Linked DNA regions of Cricetulus griseus: region 2 is linked to region 1. Evidence: chromatin contacts called from public Hi-C data. All regions are on one chromosome and are shown on one strand. Each heading gives the region's core, a stretch centred on a gene start, on an enhancer-like site or on the middle of the called end of the contact. The rest is flanking DNA. Distances are from core to core; before and after follow the strand shown.

What was found. A called contact is a pair of places that touch in the nucleus more often than the background predicts.
Region 2: a contact with region 1 is called in a Hi-C map of liver, with 2.9 times the contacts expected there. The contact joins the promoter of Ghr here to the enhancer-like site in region 1.

What each region holds. Positions count from the first base shown.
Region 1 is chr2:337,798,631-337,803,930 of CriGri-PICRH-1.0, reverse strand. The region is part of intron 2 of Ghr (growth hormone receptor); the gene reads left to right. Among named protein-coding and RNA genes, the nearest start is that of Ghr, 110 kb to the left of the region's middle. Within about 2 kb of position 2,215, at least 2 of the 6 cell types and tissues checked have open chromatin away from gene starts, as enhancers often do.
Region 2 is chr2:337,913,388-337,918,687 of CriGri-PICRH-1.0, reverse strand. Ghr (growth hormone receptor) reads left to right here and starts at 2,548. Exons shown (of 10, transcript XM_035440588.1): 1 at 2,548-2,725.

The DNA of each region.
Region 1 (5,300 bases), core at 966-3,465:
CAAATGGCAGAAGTCACATCATGCTGGGTACTGTAAGTGATATAAAGCACTGGTTATATGCAAATACTGTGCCACTTTATATAAGGGGCTTGAGCCTGAATGAACTTTGGCATGTGGGCAGTCCCAAGACAGGTGCCAAGGGACAATGTACTTATAGTAGAATAAATAAATATGCCATGTGCAGCATAAGCCTGGATTAATAGCCTTTATGCGACAGCTGACTCTGAAACTCTAATCTTTATTGTGAGGTAAAGTGGCTTTATTGTCTCTAACTTGAAAATGTCCATACTTTTCATAAAGATACCAGGGATTAATATGTTCAACAAATAATGTTGAGCACTTGCTAACTTCTATAGTATTCTATGTAATTATAATGACTCAGTGGACAAAAATTCTAAAATAAAACCCTTTTGTCAAGGAGCTTCCTTGAGTGAAACATGGGAGGGTGGGAAGTGGACATACAGATGAAGTAGACAACAGGCTGCAAGAATAATAAATAATCAAATCACCTAGTATAGAAGGCTATAGAAATCAGTTCATTGTTTCTTTATCTGTATACAGAAGCTGATCTTGAATATTTCATGTCAATCTCCTGAGGTTTCATTGTTAGAAATTAGTTTAACAGCATAAGAATGAATCTCAAAGGCACAAAGAACAAATCTAGTAGGAAGCTTTAGGGACACGCATGACATCTATAATGAATGAGGAGTTCATATTCAGAGAAGTCGATGGGTTCTCCAAGGTTCAGTGTGGTTGTTGGCAGGGGAAGGGCCAAAATCACAGCCTCTACCTATTACCTTTAACAGCAAGATTCACTGGAATCTATCTGAAGACCTTGAAACATTGCAAAGTAAGAAATACCATCTGCTTGTCTCACCACAGAGTGACTGCCAAAATAAAGAGTTGAAGTGTGCTGTTCAGATTGAGACAACAGCATTAGGAAATCGGTGTGCTCTCTGGTGAGGCAAAATTTGGCTCTTGACCCATGAACCTTGCACATAACTTGAATGTTGCCATCATTCTCCAAGTTCCACTAAGTTATTTGACAATGGGATTAATTCTAAATCCTAGGTTAGAACAGAATTGAGACACCACTGAGCATTGGAATGGAGTACAATAAAAAGTCTGAAGTCATTACTCATGGTCTCACCAGTGTAAGGCAGCCTTGCTGGAACTTGCTTTCCTGAGCCATCAGTGGACTTAAGAATCTTTCTACCCACAGGTCTGCGGTGTGAATTGAAATGTTCAGAGAGGCCATGCCTGGCACAGTACTCTGAGAACTATAAATTGCAAACCACTGGAGCAACTTTAGTTACCTCTGTCCTTTCTTTCTCTAAAAACAAATTACAAGAGACAAGTTTGAAGATTTCTTAAATATATAGTGTGTTCACCAATTTAGTCTGTTTATACTTGGAAGAGACCTTGGAGTTCCTGTATAGGACCAACTTTGGCTGATCTTAGAATAAGGGATAATATTTTGAAAATTACTAATCCGTGAGCTCCAAATGTATGGATACTGAAAAAGTAGAGAAATGCTCTGGAGTCTTCATGGTGTGAATGTGAGTGAGTGAGAGAGAGAGAGAGAGAGAGAGAGAGAGAGAGTGTGTGTTTCTATGTGTGTGTTTATGTGAATGTATGTGTGTGCCTATGTATGCATGTATGTCTGTGTCTGTATATGTCTCTGTGTGTCTGTGATGTGTGTGTGTGCCTATGTGTGCCTGTATGTCTGTGTCTGTGTATGCCTGTGTGTGTGCTTGTGTGTGTGTGTGTGTGTGTGTGTGTGTGTGTTGTGTGTGTGTGTGTGTCTGTCTGTCTGTCTGTCTGTCTGTCTATCTGTTTATCTGTCTGTGTCTGTGTGTGTGTGTGTGTGTGTGTGTGTGTGTGTGTATGTATAAGTCCAAACATCAGTGAAAGGGCTGCTTTGACAATAACCTTTTGCATCCTCTTCCTGATGCTGAGCTCCTTCAGTCACCCAGGGCTTCACTTAGAAATGGAAACCCAGTGGTTAAAGACTCACTTTTCCCACACAATCAACTTACCCGTTGTCTCCCTTTGCACTCAACCTTGACAGCCCCTGTCATCAAATATCAATGTTAATCCCTTTTGACAGCCTCTCCTTTCCACCTGCTGCCCTCTAGTGGAGGTGCTGACAAGCAGTAAAATAGTAACCAACCAAAGTATCTGGCTAGTTCACACAGGTCACCATATGCCCTGACTGGACTTCACTGACCATAGCTATGCCAGGAATTATTAGGGCTGCCTCAAGCTCTTTAGACACAATTGGCGCACAAGTACTGGCATCTATCCATGAGCTTCTTTGCAGGCTTCAGAAATCTACCTGCAAGATTACCCTGACTTTTTCTCCCTCCTCTTCTTTTTCTAACATTAACCCAAATTCTATCTCTTGCAAAATAAAATAGTTCTTCATCTACCTCCTCAACATTTGGATTTTGAAGTCTTGGGGGAAATGAAAAACTTTGGGGTTTCTTTCTTTCCAGTCACTAAGTGACAAGCTGAAAAGGAACTGAGCTCTGTCAGTATGAAGGACTCTTAGTTGGTTTAATGTCCTTGCATCCTTCCTAGACCTTCTGAGATCCTGGAGTGGTCCTTTCTCATCCTGGAGGCAATGAAATTAAAGAGTCTCCAAAGGTCATGGCATATCACACAGCAAGTGGAAAATCTCGAGCTGCAATACAACCCGACTAGATGAAATCCCTCCTGTATTTCTTTAAGATTTCCATATACTATTTAATACTTGTTTGCTCTTCTACTTAGTAATATGGAAATAATATCTACCGTGGGAAATGAAATCCAACCACACAGAATGGTACTTTCTGTATTTATGATAAAACCATTCAGTTTTCCTGCTAGTTTATGTTTAACAATTATCCGGTCTCTCTACAATCCCCAGCCCTTGATTTAATACTCCTGGATCCTGAACTGTTTAGTAGGGGAGCTCTGTGGGGGTAAAAAACAGTAAAAGCCACACAGCTGATGCAGTTGATCCTAGATTTCACAAGACAGGTACATGTTCTCCTGCAAGCTTTGGGGGAAACTAAATAGTTAATCTGTTATAACCAGCAGAGCAGAGCCAAAACTGGAGCACTGACATAAATGTTGTGTTCACTTGTCTACTCCCCTCCCACTCCCAGATCATGTGAGATTGCCAACCATCTTGAGCTTACCCTTGTTAGTCTGTTGATGGTTTTTTTCATATTCTTCTTTTATTAGCTTATTTCAGTAATATTTTTCCTTAGGGCACATAAACAATGTGAGGTTTCTCTTCAAATTCTTTTTAATTTTTTTAGATTTATTGATTTATTTTATAAATGTTTTGTCTGCACCTCCATGCCTGGTGTCCATGGAAGTCAAAAGAGAGTGTCAGATCTCCTGGAAATGGAGTTATGGATGGTTGAGCCACAGTGTGGTACTGGGAACTGAACTCAGATCCTGTGCAAGAGCAACAGGCATTCCTAGCTGCAGAGCCAACTCTCCACACCCAACCTCTTCAGCTTTTGACTATAATACAAGGCAGGAGTGGGGGATGTCTCTGGATGCTACAGCTCTATGGAGATAGGACAATTTCTTTGCTCTCTGTGTGCCTGGTGCAGCAAGGAAAGAGTCATACCAAGAAGCTGGATTCCAGCTTTCTGTCTTCTGTCACTTCTAAGCTTCGTTATCTGATAAGTAGATACATTTCCAGGAGCTCCCAGTGCAGCTGCTAAGCCAGTATTAGCTTACATGGGTGCTTCTGCAGAGTAGACTCATCCAAAGACTGCAAAGACCATCCCTAGTCCTCATGCCATTTTGTGTGATAGTTGAGTCAACTCCCACACTGGTTTGCATGAGTGGTTCTTTTCCTTCTCTTGCAGAACCCACCTCAAAGGATTCCTTCAGACTCATCCTCATTTTCTCTCCTTTGGTTTTGTAATTCATAGTCTATCAGCATTGCTAAAATGTCATGGCTAAAAGGGTTCACAATTAAGCCTGTTATTTAAAAAGGAAAGAAAATAGCCCCCATTAAACACTGGCCTTGTATTTTATTTCACATGTGTTAATCTGAGCTGGAGCTTTCTTGGGGCTTAAAGGTGAGTTCCAAGCAACCTGCATTCTTTTATCTTATTCCCTAGCCTTTCACTGTCATCCTGTAACAAGACTGAAGGTTTTCTAAGGTGTACAAAGAATAGCTATACACCTTTAGTCTGTTACTGTTTTCACAGTGTCTTTGGTTTTGAATCAGCATTATAAGAGAAGGCACAATTTCCCAGGTTTTCATTCATTTGAAGTTTTGAGATGCCAAAGAATGAATATATCTTTATTTTTTAAATGAAATTGTAAATAAATACACAAAAGTGTATTTTCTTTTTAACAAATCTTAAAAAGGAGAAAGGTGGGGGAAGCTCATAAGTCTGAGAGAAGCATTATCTAATGTACTAATGTTGATGCTAATTGGGCTTGAGTAGAAAGGACAAGCACTCTGGGGATTTCATACCTGCTGTTAGGCAAGAACTTTCCTTTGAATAACAGTCGTCTTCATTGGTTTAGAGGCATGAAAACATAATGAAAAGCAACACACAAAAGTAGAGTTATCCTTCAGGACAGCAGTGTGTTTGGAATATCTTTCCACACTCTCTACTCTTCACCCCTCCTCACCAGGGCCCCACTGACCTCAAAGGTCCTCTCTTGCCAGGCTATAAAAGACATCTGAACCAGAGGACTGGGACTCCAGCCAAAGCTGGTAAAGGGGAAGAATGCATGACTATAAAAAGCCCAAACATGTGGCATTGGATATAGCAGATAATGTTTTCATTTTTTATTTTTTTGAAGAAATGGTTTATAAATAACAAGGAAAAGTTCAAGGGTCAAAATATTGAATTGTCAGATACTTTAAATCATTCATTCCTATTACTGGGAACAAGGATCATCTACACCAAAAGGAGGGTGGGTCTGAATATAATTGCATGTACCTTTTCTTATGTTTTCTTATTAAGTTATTGATAAATTTGTTAGTGTTTTTTAAACAGAATCACTTTTTGCTTGAAATACAGTAAACTGAATGTGATCTATATTTCAGAAGAAACAGAAAGAAAAAGCACAAGACAACTCATTTAAAAGATTTATGCATTCTGGAGGCTATCCAAGTAGAGACGGTATAGAATGTCTTATTGATAAGGTTTCCTTTTCTCAGCCAAACACCTATTGCTGAATAGTGAGAGGATGAGCTAAAGACAAAGAAGGAAGGGAGGGAGGGAGGGAGAAAGGAAGGAAGAAAGGAAGTTAGGAAGAAAGGAAGGAAAAAG
Region 2 (5,300 bases), core at 1,299-3,798, 110 kb before region 1:
TCAATAAGCAGCTTACCAAGGCCACAGATGAGCCACGTAGACCCCAGGTGCTTCTAAGCAACGCTTGTCTTTTCAACTACAATTGCTGCTTTGGGAGTTTTAGTTTCTTTCTTTTTGTTTGGTAAAGGGCATTGGTAATTCACAGAACAGAATGACCAAAGTAAAATCCTAGTCCCTGATTAGCTGCAGTTTTCAAAAATTTATAATATACAGCTGTGTAATTGAAGAGACCTCAAGATGATAATAGACAAAATGACCTTGTTACCTGAACTTGAATATGCCTGCTCTGAATTCTAGTCACTTCTACTCTCTTGAGGTGCAAATTATATTTTTGGTTAGGCCATCTGTGGTGGGGATAAGGAAGGGGGTGACAGAATGCACACTGTAATAAAGTAAAATAGGCCAGTCAAGATAGCAGTAATTGACAATGTACTATTGGAGCAAAGAGAAGGGAGCATGCAAACATTCAGAGGAGGGGCTCTATAGCTGAAGAAATAACAAGAACAGTTCATAAGTTAAGAGTTTATAAGGTATGTTTTAGAAAGAGCAAGGAGCCTAGTGTGCCTGGAGCAAACTGAGTCCAGAGAGGACTAGTGGGGATGAGGAGTAAACTGAGTCCAGGGAGGACTAGTGGGGATGAAGTAAAGAACAGAAGCACACAGCCCAGAGTCTTATGTGTCATTTTTATTTGTGTATTAGTTCAGATGGGGACTCATGGGGCAAAGAGATGGCATGACTTGGTTTTAAAAAGAATCTTGTTTTGGATTAGACTGTTTTCAGACTGTGCTTTGGATCAAGACCTAATGCAGAAAGTCCCTCACAAGATTCCCAGCGGTTTGTCTCCCAGGTGATGCTAGACCCTGTCAAGCTACACCCCAATCTGTTTCTTTAATATCACACATGAGCCAGTATACCTTTTCACATGCTGTCAATGCCTGATGATGTTTCTACCAAACACAGAGTAATCTGCTTTCATGTCTCACAGAATGGAGGCTGCAGCTGAAGCCAGAGCAACATGAGGACAACCATGCTTTGTTCAAGCATGACCCTGAAGTCACCTTGGAGCAAGATCAGAACTTGGAAAATCTTCCATGAGACCATTTGGCATCTCCTAGACTAGATCAAGATTTTCTCTGGATTTGGAGAGAAGGGAAGATGAAAGAGGAGAGAACACAGACAGGTCATAAGGAGATAGGTTGGTGTTGCTAGGATCCAAAGCGCATTCATGGAAGGTCACCTCAGACAGAGAGAAGTCAGCATGTGAGGCCTGCCTGGTCTCCACTCCCATCAGCACTGGCCTTCCAGCCAGGCTTGGCAGGCACAGACCACCCAGCAGGAGTTTTGCCTGACCTCATGGTTTCCTTCTCAGGTTTCTCTATGTGGGCAACTCTCCCTTTAAAAGCCCCAGAGTCAGTGAGCACCACCATCAAAGCACAGAAACTGGAGGATTGAGGGACTCTTAGAGAAAGGCTGCCTGTGAAACAGGGCTGGTTCAAGGCCACAAGGCATCCCACCCCTACTCCTGATTAGGACAGCCACGAAACACATTATTTCCAGAATCTTTCCCCCTTTCTGTATTCTAGAACAAGAAGGTAGCCGAGAAAAGGATCCTGGGAAGCATGCTAAGAAAAGATTCCTTCGGTTCTGTTTTCCTAGGTTTTCACCCCACTCTTGATGTGGAATAGGCATTTTATTCTTTTGTCGTACCTAACCATTTAACTGTGACTCTGGGTCTGAAAGCAATGTGAAAAGGGGCAGGGGGAGTCCCTCTGTAAAGGGAAACAGTGAGAAGGTTGTAGGTAAGTGGGGTTCCAAGGAGCTGTCAGTACAAAGTAAACAGATCACGTGACCAGTCGCTCCTGCAGATCGGAGACAGCCCCAAGCTGGACTTTTGTACCTTTGTACTCTATGCCGAGAGAAGTGCATGGTAACTGGCCTTTTGGTGCTTCATGAAAATACTTACGAACCACTCTGACTTTGGGAAGTACTTTGACCACTCCCGTCTTGGTTAATTTTTCCGACAAAGAGGGATAAGGTAGCAAGAGCCTGTGTCTGAGAGATGAACAGTACCCAGCACTGGGTATTTAAAACTCTAGGTCACAAACAAGGACAAACCTCAGACTGCTCAGCCTGAACCCTAGTCCTGCTGTCCCTGCAGGTCTGTGCTCTGAACTCTACATAGCTCTCTGCAAACACGTGTGCATTCTCGGTAAGTTACCTACTAGGTCTCCATTTTTTAACCTCTCCAATAGATAGATAGGGAAGGACCTTATTACTTGTCCCAGTGATAAGGAGTTTGAAAACAGGGGCCAACTGAATAACGAAACACGATGGACTCATCACACTTGCCAAAGTGTCTTCTTCTGGTACCTGCAGGAGCTGCGCTTCTCTGCGCGTGTTCTTTGAATATACAGCCTGCACTTGGGGACTTCTAGGTCCTGCCTTCTTTGGGGGGGTGGGGGAAACCCTGTGGGTGGAGAGGAGGGAAGTCTCCCGCAACTACCAATATTTTCCTCTAGGAGGAGCCCCGCTGCCCAGTTGAGAGTGACACGCACCAACTCCTAACTCCTTGCCAGAAAGCTTCATCCCAGCCCCGCGGAATGAGTAGCGGGGGCGGCGCTCTGCCTCCCGGCAGCGGGTCCGGAGCCGGCCGCCCTCAACTCCCGCTGCCCGTCGCTTGGGCAGCCTGTAACCGGGCAGCGACGGCCCCCTCGCTGAACTGAAGGTCGGCGGCCTTTTCCCACCCCTCCCCTCCCTTCCTCTCCCTCCCCCCTCCTCCCTTCCCGTTTCACCCCGCCCCCTTCCTCCTCCCCGAGCCTGACAGCCCACGAGCTGCCAAGCTGGGCGCAGCCATGGGAAGAGGAGGCGGTCTAGGGAGCGGCGGCACCGGCAGAGGCGGCTGCTACAGCGGTGGTGGCAGCGAAGGCTGCTGCTGAGCCCCGGTGGCGGCCGCGGGGACCCTGAGCTGGGGCCACGCGGGCGTGAGGCCTCGGCGCCAGCAGCCCCCACGCGGACGCGGACGCGAACCCGCGCTCTGTCTCCCGAAGCGAAGCTCCGAGGTACTGCAGTGGGACTCCGGGGACTCCAGCTCTTTTTTCCCCCACTCTGTGCCAGGAGACCTGGGAATAGACCTGGGCATGCCAACTGCTTATGAAAATGGGGATCACTTATATATTTGCCCAGATCTTTTTTTTTTTTTTTTTTTTTGATGAGTTTGAGGTGGGTTGCATTCCCCTTCTCAAAAGTTGTTTTTGCTGATGGGTTGGTGTAACAGGATCCATGTCCTGAAGAGAGAGAGAGAGAGAGAGAGAGAGAGAGAGAGAGAGAGAGAGAGAGAGAGAGAGAGAGAGAGAGAGAGAGAGAGAGAGAGAGAGAGAGAGTGTGTGTGTGTGTGTGTGTGTGTGTGTTTGGTGCTGTGTGAAGCTGAAAGTTGATGGGGGCAACAAGGAATTGGGGGCTGCAGGAGAACCATCCCAAGTTGGTGCCTGCTCCAGCCAGGGTGTGAGGTGTGAGGTGCAAGGAGAGGTTTCCTCCTAAGACAAATTTGTTAGTCTTAAAAGTTTCACCAATGTTTGTCATCGTCAGCCTGCCAAGCTGGGACAGGAACTCTACAAGCTGCTGCTGCTGCTGCTGCTGCTGCTGCTGCTGCTGTTATCTGAAGCAAGTCCCAGGGTGGAGAGACCATAGGGACTCCCGGGGGAGGGAAGGTGGGCTGTGAGCACACGACCCCTGCAGCGCACCGCCTTTGCACGTCTGTGCAGGCTGCAGCTGCATGCTGGCAGAAGAGCTAGGGTCAATAGAGTCACTGCCACCAGTCTCCATGAACTGTGGTGGGTGGAAATTGTGGCAAGCCCAACTGTCCCAGCTCTGGACACACTCGTGGTTATGAAATCAACCAGACTCAAAGTTCTGACAGAACTACAGAGTCCTGAGCGGGTGAATGGGGTAAGTGCTTGTCTGAAGGAGGAGGGGGTTGGGCTGCTGGCTACATGTACTGGGTTCAAGACAGGGCTACAGGGCTAGCCACTTGTGGATGCATGGGGAAAACTATTTCTGGACAAGGACATATATAGCACTGGGGAGTACCTTTGCAGTACTGGCTGCAGGGATCCGGAGTCTGGCTCTGGTGTGTGTGCTGAAGGGATGTGCTGCTGCTGCTGCTGCTGCTGCTGCTGTGTGTGTGTGTGTGTGTGTGTGTGTGTGTGTGTGTGTGTGTGTGTGTGTGTGTGTACGCATGTCTGGCAGCGCCCTAAGAGGTGTGTTGGCCTCCTGAGCCAGAGTGTGGAAAAGGAGAAAGAAACCATAGAGATGCAGTCTGCTGTTGGTACCTTCAGGAGATCTTGAAGGGACACAGAAAGGTATCGGGAAGCCAGAGGGCTGTGAAGACAAAGCAGCTCTTGAATAAGAACAAATTTCCCGGTCTTTAAATACTTAAATCACCTGCTTTGGAATGTCTGAGGGCTGGAAATGGCAGTTTCTGGAACTTTCTGGAAAGCTGAGAGGGAGAGCATTTGAGCATATAGGAGGTATGTGCACATATGGTTACAGAACTTGAGAGATGAGGGCAGATTCACTGTGGATCTATGTGCCTCTGGGTGCTGCTGTTTGTGTTCAGGGGGTAAGTGATCTCAGGAGTGTTTACTCCTGAATACCCCGGGCTGTGGCTGAGATAGTACCTACCTCCTCCTACAGAAATTAGATGTATAATAGCAACTGGTGATCCTGGCTGCTTTCTGCATAGATCACTCAAGGTGTCCCTTAATTCTTGAGATGACAGCTACTGAAATATATATATATATATATATATATATATATTATATATATATATATGCTGTAGTTGGAAATTATCTTTCCTCCTGAGAAAAGAAAAGCTTTGTGTTCTGGGATCAGATGCCAAGAGGTCTCTAGTTTCTCACTTTCCCTCCAGATAGATCTCTGGATGGGCTACAAGGGTGAGTGTAAGCAAAGAGACCCTGACAGATATTATTTGTAACTTAAAAAGCCCAATCCTCCTTCATCACCTTTGTTTACCCATATAAACTTTGGGTTTCTCATTAGTTTAGAGAAAGTTGGTAAATTAACACTCAGTGACACTTCTGTTTCTTTTGGGAGCAAATAGATCACAGTGAAATTATAGTTTTGGTCTCCTGGATGTCGTGGAAAGCCAGTACTTAATGAGCAAAGGTGTGAAACGAAAGTCTGTAAAGGCAGTGACAAAGTGACGACATCACTGCATACTTTTTCAAAGTAAGCCTAACTCTGCCTGGTAAATATTTGCCTTATTCGGGGTTTGTGGTTGT